Regions from separate parts of the Gossypium hirsutum genome. Here region 2 is linked to region 1. A link is a contact called in public Hi-C data. All regions are on one chromosome and are shown on one strand. The core of a region is the stretch at or near the end of the contact, and the rest is flanking DNA. Distances in the headings are between cores, read along the strand shown.

Region 1 (6,333 bases), core at 2,850-5,349:
CCTTTCAAGGGTTTTGGGATAGCATAAAAAAGTTTTAAACCTTAATTTATATTTAAACAATCTATTATATATAAATATGCATAAAATATCTAGGTATAAAAGAATATAAGAACTTAAAAATAGTTCAAATTCAAATATATTTTAAATATTTTAGCCTTCTGAATGGATTTTAAATTGGAATACTGAACATGTTTTTAAAGTGGATGCCAAGTTGACTATCGATCTGGTAACTAATGTTAAATGTTTTAAGCAATTGTTTGTTGTCTACACTGGAGATTGACTGTAGGACTCTGCTTGAGGAGTTTGATCCGATCATCCAAAGGCTGTCAAGCATAATCTGTAGGGAGAGCAATATGCTAGTTGAAGCCAATCTTCACCGACTTAGTATGTAAGTAATCCACCCTCCAAACTGTGTTATTTCCCTTCTTTTGACTTATTTTGTAATGATCTCAGGTCTTGTAATGTCACTGGTGTTATACCTTTGAGTATGGGCAATTTGACAAAGTTTAGTATATACTTGTTGGGCAAATTCCTTCCACTCTGGATCAATTGCTCAGCCTTCTTAAATTTTTTAATTTTTTAAACAGATTGCAAGATAGAAAATTTTCAAAGAGAAGAAAAAAAAAATTCATAACTTTGATTCAAACTTCTTTTTTTTTCAAAAATCAGAATAAATCATCATCTAAATAACCAAGCAATCAAAAATCGAATAAACTAATGCATGGAATTAGAGAAAAAAGAAATTGTAAATTTAAAGAAATACCTCAAATAGAGTGCTATATTGAAACGAAAAACACCATTGGAATTTTGGTTTTTGAGAAAGAGATTGGCTGAGGTGGATGAGGTATAGATTGAGGGAATTTGCTTTTCTTCTATTCCTTGTTATATCCTGAAGGAAATTCATGAATTGCATTTATCACCTTACTTGTAATAGAAACTTAAACGACCCTTATTATAAAGGATCGCGAATTTGGACTGAATAAATGAGTAACGCATAGTCCAATCCATTACCCTCAATTGTTCTGAACACTCTTGTTTTACTTCAGTTGCCTAATAAAGCATGCTTAATTACTTAATAAAAGATGAGTATATATATTAACAGAACTCTATTCATCTTGCAATCAAACATTAAGCTTGATAATCAACATAGACGTCTCATTACTACCCAAAAACTACTATATAAAAAACTTGATTAAAATGGTAATTAAAGCCTTTATTAGGCAACTGTGTTCAAACCATCCCACCCAATTAAGAAAAATACTTGATTTAAGATATCTGCTTTAATCATGTATTGGCTCTTGAAGAACATTAGTTGCACTATTTGCGTAAATCTTCCTACCATAATTTCTTCAATAGTTTTCACTTTCCAAAGATGATGTTTAAGCATTCATTAAACATGGGAGGAGCACCGGAAATACATGAGATACTTAAATAAGAAAATATTTGCTTACACCATTATTTCAAGTATTATGAGTGAACGTATTCACCCCTTGAGAATTACATAAACACCATATCGACCTGTTTCAGTCAACCTAATTACAATTACTTGGGCACCCATTTCCATTCTGCTACAAAACAAGGCCTAACAGAGGTTTATCAAGTTATCAAATTGGTACCAACAGAGTGATCAACACGCCATATTATTGCTTCCTCGTTCAAAATTTGCATGTCTCATATTTTCTCACTCAGCTCAACTCAAAGTTACGTATCAGAGTCATACCAGATTACTCGGAATGAAGTCTGAATTGAATTCCCCTGTAAGATTTTGATTCTGATAGCCTCGGATGTTATAACTGTGCACCCAGGGATTATTAGTAGAGCTTGTTGCCACCATTTCAAGTCACTTGGATCCACAACTCTGTATCCTTGATGGTACTATCCATGAGGAGGCAGCAGAACTAGAGATTTGCCTTGATCTACAGATCATAATAAGCAAGTAAAACTCACAACATTGTCAAGATGAGCAAACCAACAACACAGAGAGCCGTAACGAGATTTAGGTGAATTCAGAAACTAGATCTCTTAATTCTCACTCAGACCAAATATATACATGAATATTTGATAATCTGTTTCTAGTAACACTTATCACGAGGATAAACCCTTGTAAGTGGTAGGTAGACAAGGTTCGATCAAAACTGCTTGTGGGGAATTCTAGATCACTTTCTTCCCCATTTGAGCCGAAAGGTTGAATGATGGCTAGTTTGTAAACAAGACTCTCCTCCAGCAGACCCTAGTTTTACAAATATGTATATATTCCACTCTATATGAGATTCTATATGTATGTTAAAAGTTATATTACATCAGAATCCATCATTAATAGTGCCTAAGGGCTTCAGCATGAGAAAACTAATATGATCAATGTGGGCATGCTGCATCCAAGAGAAATCTAAATAAACAGAATCATTACAAACACATTGCACAACATCTCAAGACATTATTAACCAACAATACTCAATCATCAATGAACGTAACCAACCTTTTGGAAGAAATGAAGACATAAGGTGTCAGGAAACAGCAGAAGTGGTATATTTACTTAGCTGAGGATGCTGTGCCCTTTGTACTACCACTTTGGCATACCTGCTCCTTTCAAAAGCACCTTAACCAAAAATGAGAACACAAGTTACAAACATCACATTTACATAAACTCCATCCATAGATCCACTCGACCAATTAAGCTTCTTGCTTTGAAATTTAACCATTTTATATCCTATAAAATTACTTCTGGTCTAAATTTCAAAAACATTCGCTGTACTCTATTAGTAATGGGGAAAGTGCATAATTACCTTAAACATCTATATTTGATAAGTACTAAGAATCCCAATTGCTTCAACTTTCACTCATTCACAAATCAATAACTATTCATTCACCTCTATATTTGAAGACAAAAATTTCCTTAAAAATCCACCGACTTTAGAAATTTAACACAAATTGATCGGTGATAGAATAAAAATTCCCAACAACAAGAGTCAAAATATGTACAAGAAAACAACTGACGTGATGGCTACCTCCAAGAACTCAAAGTAACATAAAAGAAAATAAAAACAAAAATGGTAAAGAAAATTTCAAAGAAACAAAAACCAAGTCAAAGCAAGGACATATGTACCTTTAGCAGATTGGTTTTCTTTGCTTTACATTCTTCCACCTGAGAAAAAACAAAATATGAACTAATCGCGTTGCTCGTGGCAGTTCAATTTCTGACACCATTTTTAAGGTTTACAAGAGGAGAAAGGATGGTGAAATTACCTTGGAACTTTGAACGCTTCTTCAAATTTAGTTAACAAAAATCGTTAGTTCTAGTTTACAAAGTAGGAAATGGTGTTAAAAAAGATGTACAATATCATGATCCGATGAAGGAGAAAACAAGAGGAACAAATGTTCGCAGGTTATTACATGCATAAAGTCAAAGATACAAAAACTAAAAAGCCCTAATAACATAAACATCGAGAACACCAAAGGGCAAAAGGGGATAAAGAAGGTTAATATTTACAGAAAATTCAGGACTGAACAGCGTTGCAATCAAGCAACTTAAAGTTAGTAGGAGCGTTAGGTCCACGCAGCTTAACCGCCGCTTGATCATAAGCAACGGCAGCTTCTTCCGCTGTATCGAAAGTCCCCAGCCAAAGCCTCATCCTCCTTCCGTCCCTAATCTCCGCCGCCCATCTCCCCCACGGCCTTTGTCTAACCCCTCTGTACCTCTTCACCTTGCTCTGGCTCGACCCAGCCATTACGTCGTTCTCTTTTGTCGAAACTCCGATAGTGATTTCGTTGACAAGCTTTTTCTTCGGTCGCTTTTGGATTTTCTTCGGAGAGGCCGCTTCTTCGTCGCTGGAAGAGTCGGTAGCATCGGCGTCGGTAACGGTAATTCGGACAATTCGCCGGGAAATCGGTTGTTGGGGTTTTCCGTTCGGCTGCGGCGGCGACATAATTTTAGGGTTGTTTTTTTATAATTTTTTAAATGAGAGAGAAGGTGAAATTATTTGGTTCATATTTAAATTTATTTTTTGTGTTGGAATATTCTTTTGAATTAAACCGTGCAGCGAGCCATTCCGGCACTTCCACCATACGCTCCTACATAAAAAGTGTACAAAATGCTTATAGGTTGCCGGTTAAAATAGAGTTTTTAAGAATTTTGATACAATGTTTGAGGTTTGATTATATTGATAATAAAAAAATAAAAAATAAAAAGTTTTAGGTATTTTGATAAATTAATTGTTTTGGTAAAATGTTAGATATTTTTGTAAATTTGTATAAAAATTGATAAATTGATAGAAATATTGATAAAATCTTAGATAATTTGGTAAATCTAAAAAAAATATGGGTAAATTCATACAAATTATGATAAAACCATTAGAAATATTGATAATTGTTAAGATTTGGTATACCGCTAGAAATTTTAAAAATATTAGTAAAATCTTTAAAATTTTGGTAAATCATCAAATATAATGATAAATCCTTAGAAATATTGGTAAATATTTAGAAATATTGGGAAATCATTAGACATATTGATAAGTCATTGGATATTTTGGTAAAGTTATAGAAAGTTTGGTACTTGTTGAGACTTGGTATAAGGTTTAGAAAATTTGGAAGTATTTGTAAAATTTTAGAAATTTTGGCAAATCGTTACATATTTTAGTAAAACATTAAAAATTTTGGTAAATCATTAGATGTTCAGTAAAACCTTAAAAATTTTGGTAAACCGTTAGATATATTGGTAAATCGCCAAATATTTTAGTAAATTCTTAGAAATATTGGTAAAGTTTCATAAATATTGGTAAATCGATAGAAATTTTGATATATTGTTAGATATTTTGGTAAATCCTTGGAAATATTGGTAAATTGTTAGACATATTGGTAATTCCTTATATATTTTGGTAAATCCTTAGATATTTTGGTAATTGTTAAGACTTCACATGGTGTTTAGAAAATTTTAAAATATTGGTGAAGTCTCATAAATATTGATAAAAAGATAGAAATTTTGATAAATAGTTAGATATATTGGTAAGTTCTTAGAAATATTGGTAAATCATTAGATACATTAATAAATGCTTAGAAATATTGGTAAAGTTATAGAAATTTTGGTAATTGTTAAGACTTGATGTAGAATTTAGAAAATTTGGAAATATTAGTAAAATCTTAGAAAGTATTGGTAAAATGATAGAAAATTTGGTAAATTGTTAGATATTTTAGAAAATGTAACACCTCAAACCTTGCCTAGGAGTTCAAGCCGATCTGGGCGAGTTACACCAACGTTTTGAAAATTGATTTCAGTAATTATTCAAAAAAATTCAAAACTTTACTTGACTTGTGGTGGAAACCCTTTTCAGAGTTTCACGTTTGATTTTGTAGTTTAACATTAGAAATTATCAAGTACTGATGAATTTAGCAAAAACTAAGACGAGCTTAGAAACAGATTACAAACTCAAAAGACCAAAAACGTTTTTACATTATTGCAAAATAATCTGAGCTCCCACACACCATCTGGTCTTAAGTTAGAGACTTACCTGAACACACAAAAACAAAACCAAAATGTGAGCTATAAAGCCGAGTGCATAACCAACATCAATTATAGTTAACAAAACATAGTATATAAATCAGAATAAACACAACGAATCTAATAGCAAGTGCAATATAATAGAACAACACAACCCAACCAAAACACGACAAAGCAGAACATAACAGAATAGAACAAAACAGAGCAGAGCAGAATAGGATAGAACAGAGCTACGCAGAGGATGTGTGTTATGCAGATACGATATTTTTCAAATAGATCAGAATAAAGATTTATCAGAAAACATCCTACCCAACTCCGCTACATACCAAAATAGAGTTCCTCTAGAACTCGTCCAGTCGAATCACACCAATAGATAATTATGTTCAGTGCTACTAGAATTTTGCAGTTAAAATTACCAAATCGAATACATGTGGTCCAGCCACTATAGTGTAGCCAAGCTGCTAGAACAGAATTGTGGATAAATCACCAGATAATACAGATCATTAAACTACCAAAAACTTTCTCCTTTCACATCATCCCAAATCCCGTGCAGTATGTCATGATATGCACATACAGAGTCAGTGTAATAAATATGTAGGTCATGCTATCAAACCATAATAGAATTAGTAGGCATGAGAATCCATGCTTTGTAAAACAGATTTATCAAACCTCAACAGATCACATTAGATTGTCATGAAGTCACATGCATGGTTATATATAATGAATCAATACCAATCGATTCAACATATTCAGATATCACATTTTCTTAATCAACATAGTGACGTAGAAGCATACCATCAAACTTATGTACCTAGATAGTTCGCATGCATTAAGTAAGAACA
Region 2 (7,125 bases), core at 4,460-6,959, 530 kb before region 1:
CATATGAAACTTATAATGAAATTACCTCATCATCTTCCTTTCTCAGGTTACCAGTCAACTGGGCATATAAATGTTGAATTCTTGGAAGTTTTCGTACTGTTTTCTTCGGCTCAACAACAACTCTATCACATACAGACTGTGAAGCAGAAAAGCGTAAACAATCACTTTATTTTCAGGTAAAACAGAGGCTTCCGTTCAAACTCTCTGAGATGAAAACTTGATATTCTTTATATTTTATAAACATATTTAAAAATTATATGAAAAGCCTTTTGATTTAAAGCATTTTAGGAAACTTAAACAATAAATATACACAGAAGAGGTAAAATAAGTAAGACTCAAACACACAAGGACGAAACATAGCCAACCTTTATAGGACAGAGGGAGCCTCATCATTTGTTGCTAAATATATCCTTGTGAGTGAACAGCAAGCATATGGCAGAACCAGACAACATACTGCAAGTAGGTTTTTAAAAGAAATAGTGGAATCCCATGATGGCATCATTAAACCATGCCCATTCATGAAAACACTGAAATAGTGGTAATATGTTTTTATCTTGACATTAGCTCACGTGTTTAAGTGCAGGAGAGGATGCACGATAGCATTGGAGTGCATCAACCTAAATGATTCTACGAAAGAACTTTAATTACATAAAAAGTCCTAGTGAAAGAAATTTCAGTGCCTAGAAAAGCAAATTGACAAATTAAGGTATCGGAAGAAAACTTGCCTCTAATTTGTTTTGTATGTTTTCTCGTACTACAGTAAATTCCAGGTGGTCCTTGGGACTACATGATTCGCAACAAAAACAGGTTATTAATCAGTAAACACATTGAAAAAACGGAAGTTATTCGGTAAAGAGTTGAGAGTAACAAAAGGAACCTGGAAAGTAGATCATGCTCTATTTGAAGATCAAGCGCTCTGGATTCACCTCTAGCACGGGTTGCAGCCAGTGCCTCACTACTAATGCTTAGCCATTTTCTGTGAAATAGTAGCTCTGGCTATTCACCAAAGCTCGTATAAGTCAAAGCAAGAAGAAACTGTTCTATATAATATATATTATGTGAAGTATTTTCAAAAAATATATATATATCCTTTTGTAGAATTGAATTTCAAAATTCAATTCAAACTTTGGTTGATTTCAAATGTCACAATTATTCGTAAATCTTTTAACATGAAAAGTTGTGATCATTCATAAAAGCACTTAAACACCTATTGGTGCATTATATATAGACTTAGTTTGGAATAGAAAAAAGATTAATCACTTATTCCAACCGTGAAAAATATTCTTAGTTTGGAATAGAAAAAAGATTAATCACTTATTCCAACCGTGAAAAATATTCTTTCTTTAGTGTTTCTCTGATTTCATTCTGATTTAGAGCAATTCGCGGCACAATAAGAATTGTTCTGTTCGAGTAAAATCATAGTGTCCCGAGAATTGTATTTCTTGATCGTTTTCCTAAAAATGCCTTGCCTTTATATTTTCGGATCCAATCCACACCTTGAGACACTTTTGATACTCAAAGCAATTCAAAACAACCTAAGTTCAGCAAAACTTTTTTTTTGGGGGGGGGTCATAATTTTCCATTTCCCTGCATCATTACTTCATCTACAAGAGAGCCTTACACCAATAAACTTCTAATCAAATACAAAAAAGCAAGAATACAAATTCTGAATGGCAGTGAAATCAGGTCCATGAACTTCAAAATACTGACATGGAATTTGAGGACATTGTAAATTATGGTTAATTATCACTTTGCAAAGGGTAGAAACTATCTATTTAATATCACGAATAACAAGGATCATTCCAAAGAGAAATCGAGAAGAGTAAGTGTATTCTAAATAAAAATTAAACATGAGATCTATTATCAGCTGCAATGGAGTAGAAAGTGGGAAAAGGGATTTTAAGTATCTTACATCTTACAAGTTTTACTTCTATCAACTATGCTTAAACTTCAGTCATGGTCTCAAAACTATACCGATCAGATATCATGCAAAATTCACATTAGTAGGAAATTTATTGAACACACATTGTTCTCATAGGGGAAGAAGGAAAACTGGAGATAGAAGTAAAGAGCATGTGGCAGAGTGGTAAAAAAAAGATGCATATTGCACAATGAGATCTGCTGTCACACTTACTGTATTTCCCACAAATGCGGGTCCATTAGGTGGCTGAAGACAAAACTGGTATGCATCTTCTCCTTCAACCTGCAGTAAGTACACAGCTCAGTGAAATTTATCTTCCCCTATAATACTTTATTGAAGAGAAGAAAAGAAAAAGAGTACCTGCAGACAAGCCAACCAAGCTATAGGATCGATATTTGTAGCAGTTAAAATCCTGCTGCTACGGGCAAGCACAACCTAGTTTTTCACATCAAAATGTTAAACTAAAAACCTGATATATAGAGCAAGAGACTAGAAGGACTATGGTTTAGGGATGGTGCTTCGGAGACTTCATCAGCAGAAGGGATTAAAAATACCTTAACGAGCTCTGAGGTGCTTGTGTTTATTGCCTGCAAAGCTTTCTTTACAGCAAGATCCCAATGTGTCTTATTGGGAACATGAGTTTTACTGAGGATGGATTCTCCAGAAGCTTCTTTCTTCAACTTTACAACAACTGAAGCAATCTTCAAAATTGGAAATTTAATTAATTGCACAGTACTAAACAAATCAAAGAGGCTATAGGTATATAGGATGAGCAAAATAAGTTAAAAAGTCGAGGCACCTGTTGCATTGTGGTTTCAAGTGAACGAATGGCTTCATCCCAAGTCCATGAAAGGGCATTGTCCCATGCAATCGTTGTGGCAAGCATTGAACTTCCTTCAAGCTCATCAAACTCAACCTGTCATTTGGTATGTAGCAATAGGTCGTTTAAATACTAAAGAGACAAAATAAAAAATGAACTGAATTATTCCCTACAAACTACTTGGTCAACAAAAACAAGGTCTCAACCTGAGGGACCATAAAGCAAAATGAACCGAACGCCTTCCATTCAGGTGATATATTAGCCGTCGCATCAAAACGAATTGCTCCATATGCACGAATCAAAGGGCACTTTGGAGACAGAAACCTTCAATCCAAAGAAAACAAAGACAACATATAACTAAATCCCAAATTCGTGAGGCATTATTTGCTTTGATCTGACAACTTTATTTAAAAGAAATCTGCATGATTTACCTCTTAATGGACCTCCAATCGTGATATGAGAAAGGATGAAGTTGTTGAAAGAATACCGCTGAGCCGACACCGGTGACACCAACAAGATTATTGGTAAAAGAGGTGTCGCCATTTTCATTACCTATGTCCATCAAGAGATTGAAACCATTTCTATTGGCTCTGCTTCTTCTACCAGAGAAGAAACAACGTGGAAGATTATCATGTTGAGCATGAAGCCACTCGATTGCTTCGATTTGCTCCTCGATCGGTACCTTCAAACAAGACTTACCAATTTCAATTTTCTTCTTTCTTTTTCCTTTGTCTTTATTTTTGCAGAGCCGTTACTTGCGCGGAAACAAAAGAGTTCCTCCAACGGATTTAACAATAATCCCTTTTGAATTTTACGGGTTTTTTAAACAGATAAATCTAAACAATATACATTAGTTTTGATTTTATATATTATTATACAATGGAGATATTTTTGCATTAATCTTCCGCTTCAGTTCTTCCACCTCTTATATTCTTATTGAATCTATCCCTAATTTCTGGCCAGTCAAATACACAACTAGTTTCAATTGACGGTAGAATTGCCCCAATTTAAAGAAAAAAAAACCATTTGGTTATCCATTTTCAATACAATTTGTTTTCTTTTCTACTAAAAACAATTTTTTCTCTCTCATAAATAATTAAAAAGTAAATCTTAACAAAACCGAGTAGGCAATATATATATTGGGAGGTGCCGCCAGACATTCAAGTGACACTCAAGATAAATTCGATTTTTTTCTGACATTGGTGCCACCAAAAAAAAGTCAATGCTGCCATAAAATTCAGTGACACAAATTTTTTTTTAATAAAATCACCGGCACAGCCACATGATCTAACGAAATAAAAATATCAATTAAAAAAAATACATTGATGTCACCACACAGCTTGGAGGCACCAAAAAAAAATTCTGACATGAGTGCCGCCAATGACAACGGCGACACCAAAAAGTATCTGATACGACTTTTTTTATTATTTTGACACAGCTTTTTATTAAAAATTATTTAGTGCCACCAAAGGAAACAACAACACCCATTAAAATATTTTCTTTTTTCTTTTTTCTTTTTTCCCAAAATACCAATATTTTTAATGAGTATATAGAAAAATACACGCTGGTGTCGCCAATGGGAATGGAGGCACAAAAAAAACATACTTTTCAAAACCGACAATCATTGGGTAATGATGAGAGACGGTGCCACCAATGGCAATAGCAACACTGATGGTCATTGTAGAAAACAAGTTATTTTCGTATAATATTTTGCACCTAGGTAATTTTTATAATTAATCAATTTTTTGGGTCAATTATGAAAAAAAAGTTGATTTTGAAGCTTCTATTTCGTCCAACTTTTAATATATATATCCCCGCCAATTTTATTATCTTTCAATTATTTTACTTTTGGTATACTACTAAATTATTAAATTTATATTTAAAAAATTATAAAATTAATATTAAATTATTTAAAAGTTTTTATTTAAATTACTCTGTCGTTAAATTTATTACTCTATGCCTTTTTTATTTGTATTGGCTAATCAATTGAAAGTTCTCTTTTTCATTCTCTACAAATTTTTTTTTATGAAATAACTTTAATGTCACAAATCTGCGAATTAAAATCCAAAAATCTTTCTTTTCTGATATTTGACACTGATCGTTAGATCGACTTAGATCTAGGGCATATTTTTTACTCATCAATGGGTGTTGATCCATCATACCAATCATCCAAATATTGCTTAGAAATCACAAATTAAATTAAAAAAAACTTAACAATTAAATGAATTAAATAAAAACATTCAAATAATTTAATTACCGTCTTATAATTTTTTAAGGTTAGAATACCAAAAACATAAACTTATAATTTAGTTGAGTCAACTTGCATGTAAATTTTTTTATTGATGAAGGGATAAGGAAAATGGAAGAAATGTCACAACCAACCACGTAGCAACAACCCATTATCTCGGAGATAATGCCAGAAAGAAATTAGCAAATTTTTCGTGTTCCTAGATGTAGACTAGTATTTGGACCATGTTTAATTATGAAGGAAGGGAAAGTTTACCTGAAGTCGAAGAATGCCAGAGGTAAGAGGAGGAGGGCTGCATTTCAACTCTCTAATGGCTACATTCAACCTCTCCATCGCCTTTGATGGAGATGGAACGACAGTTAATGTGCGTGTCTCTATGCTGCCTACAGGGAGTTTGGGGTCTCCTTCGCACCCATTCATCCATGCTACTGCTCTCCTAGCTTCATTTCCAAACATTCCTTTTCCGTAAATTATATTGTAAATATGATGGGTTAGCAGAAAGAAAACAGAAAGTATAGAATTACGTTGTGAAACACTGGGAGGAAATAGATGGAATGAGTGTGAATGTGAAGGGAATAAAATAAATACTGATGCATTATTTGTTTCCAATTTTTTTTCTTTTCTTCCACTTTTTCAATGAAGAATAAGTACTGATGCTTTGTTCGTTCCAAATTTATCTTTTCTTCCACTTTTTCAATGAAAATCTCACCAGCCAATCTCATTGCATGGAAAAATATTAAATGGGCCCTTTTTATCATATTATCTATTGTCTGCATCTGATTCCTTTCTTTTTCATTTTAATTACCCAGTCTTGTAAATTTCTATTGTCTTCATCTGCTTCCATTCTTTCTCTTTTTTCTTTTTAATTTCCCAGTCGTGTAAATTTCTTTTTCCCGCTTCTTGTACTGATTTACATAGAAATTCCCCTTTTTTTTAATTAATTATTGAATTAGGCCCTTTTTTTTGTAAAATTACGGGATTGAGTTGAAATAACGAAAACGCGACTATTTAATTAACTATTAAAACCAATGGCTTCCCTCCCCCCAAACAGACTATAGTTTTTTTTTTTTTTTATAACCCCATTCCATTTTTTTCTCATTCAATCTCAACTTTCTCTCTCAAATTCTTAAATCTCTTTCAAATTTTTCTCAATTCCTTCTTAATCTCTCGCTCAAAATTTATTTCTCTCTCAACGCTCTTTTTTTTATTATTAAAATTGTATTAAAATTTTCTTAGATTATTTTTTCTATTACAATTTATTTCGTGTTTTTCAAAATTAGCAATAATAAAATCTCTAATCTGTTTGGATGACAAACATATTTTGGTCAATCAATTGTAAATAGTAAGAATTTTTTTATTATATTTAATCAAATTTAATTTAAATATTTTCTTATTATATTGGAATTTAATATTTTGTATTTTTTTTATATAGGCCGAAGATCAAATTTTGGAGACGTATATTCGTAATCTACCCACTCCTTCATCACCCTTAATCGAACTTTACTTAAGAGATGCATGATTTTTGCACATGGCCCTTATGGGTAGGGGTTGTAAATTGGACCTTGCAATTGTAAGTGGGTTGGTGGAAAGGTGGGACCCGAGACGCACACATTCCATCTTCCATGCGGTGAGTGTACTATCGGTGGATAGGCTGATAGCGACTGAGTCAATTTACACAGTCGATTGGAGAGATGTATGCGAGCAAATTTTGGATAGGGTTCCGAAAATTATTTATGGAGCCCGAATAGATCTAAATAGATTAAGAAGAACTTTCAGTGGCTTAATGAGGATCCGAGTGAAGTTCAAAGAGAACAACACGCTCGGACATACATTTAAGGTGGTTGCTAAAACTCGTCGACTTCAAAGAATCAAGTGAATTCAGTTGGGGGTCAGTCGTATTGGCAATCTTGTCTCGAAAGATGTGTTGGGCGATGGAACCACCAAAAATTAAAATCGGTGGTTACATGCTATTACTCCAATAATGGGTGTGGTATAACTGCCATTTTTACGTCATCGAGCGGACTACCCCTATACATTCCCACTCGTAACAATGTAAAATTCATTAGATAACATATTTACCATAATAAAATTATTTAAATTTTAAATTATTGTGTTAACATATTATTTCAATAGGTG

What was found. Hi-C and Micro-C count contacts between places; a contact is called where the count stands out from the background.
Region 2: a contact with region 1 is called in a Hi-C map of leaf, with 4 times the contacts expected there. The contact joins the promoter of LOC107948481 here to the promoter of LOC107948436 in region 1. A contact is called at or near these places in 9 of 34 Hi-C or Micro-C datasets (anther, callus, leaf and 1 more).

What each region holds. Positions count from the first base shown.
Region 1 is chrA04:14,067,447-14,073,779 of Gossypium_hirsutum_v2.1, reverse strand. It overlaps LOC107948436 (ethylene-responsive transcription factor ERF070), which reads right to left and starts at 4,099. Exons shown (of 1, transcript XM_041110987.1): 1 at 3,319-4,099. The coding sequence starts at 3,923. The coding sequence ends at 3,495.
Region 2 is chrA04:14,597,656-14,604,780 of Gossypium_hirsutum_v2.1, reverse strand. It overlaps LOC107948481 (isochorismate synthase 2, chloroplastic), which reads right to left and starts at 5,709. Exons shown (of 15, transcript XM_016883044.2): 1 at 5,514-5,709; 2 at 5,245-5,429; 3 at 3,173-3,423; 4 at 2,948-3,065; 5 at 2,721-2,837; 6 at 2,476-2,622; 7 at 2,282-2,356; 8 at 2,135-2,203; 9 at 878-996; 10 at 726-783; 11 at 26-136. The coding sequence starts at 5,409.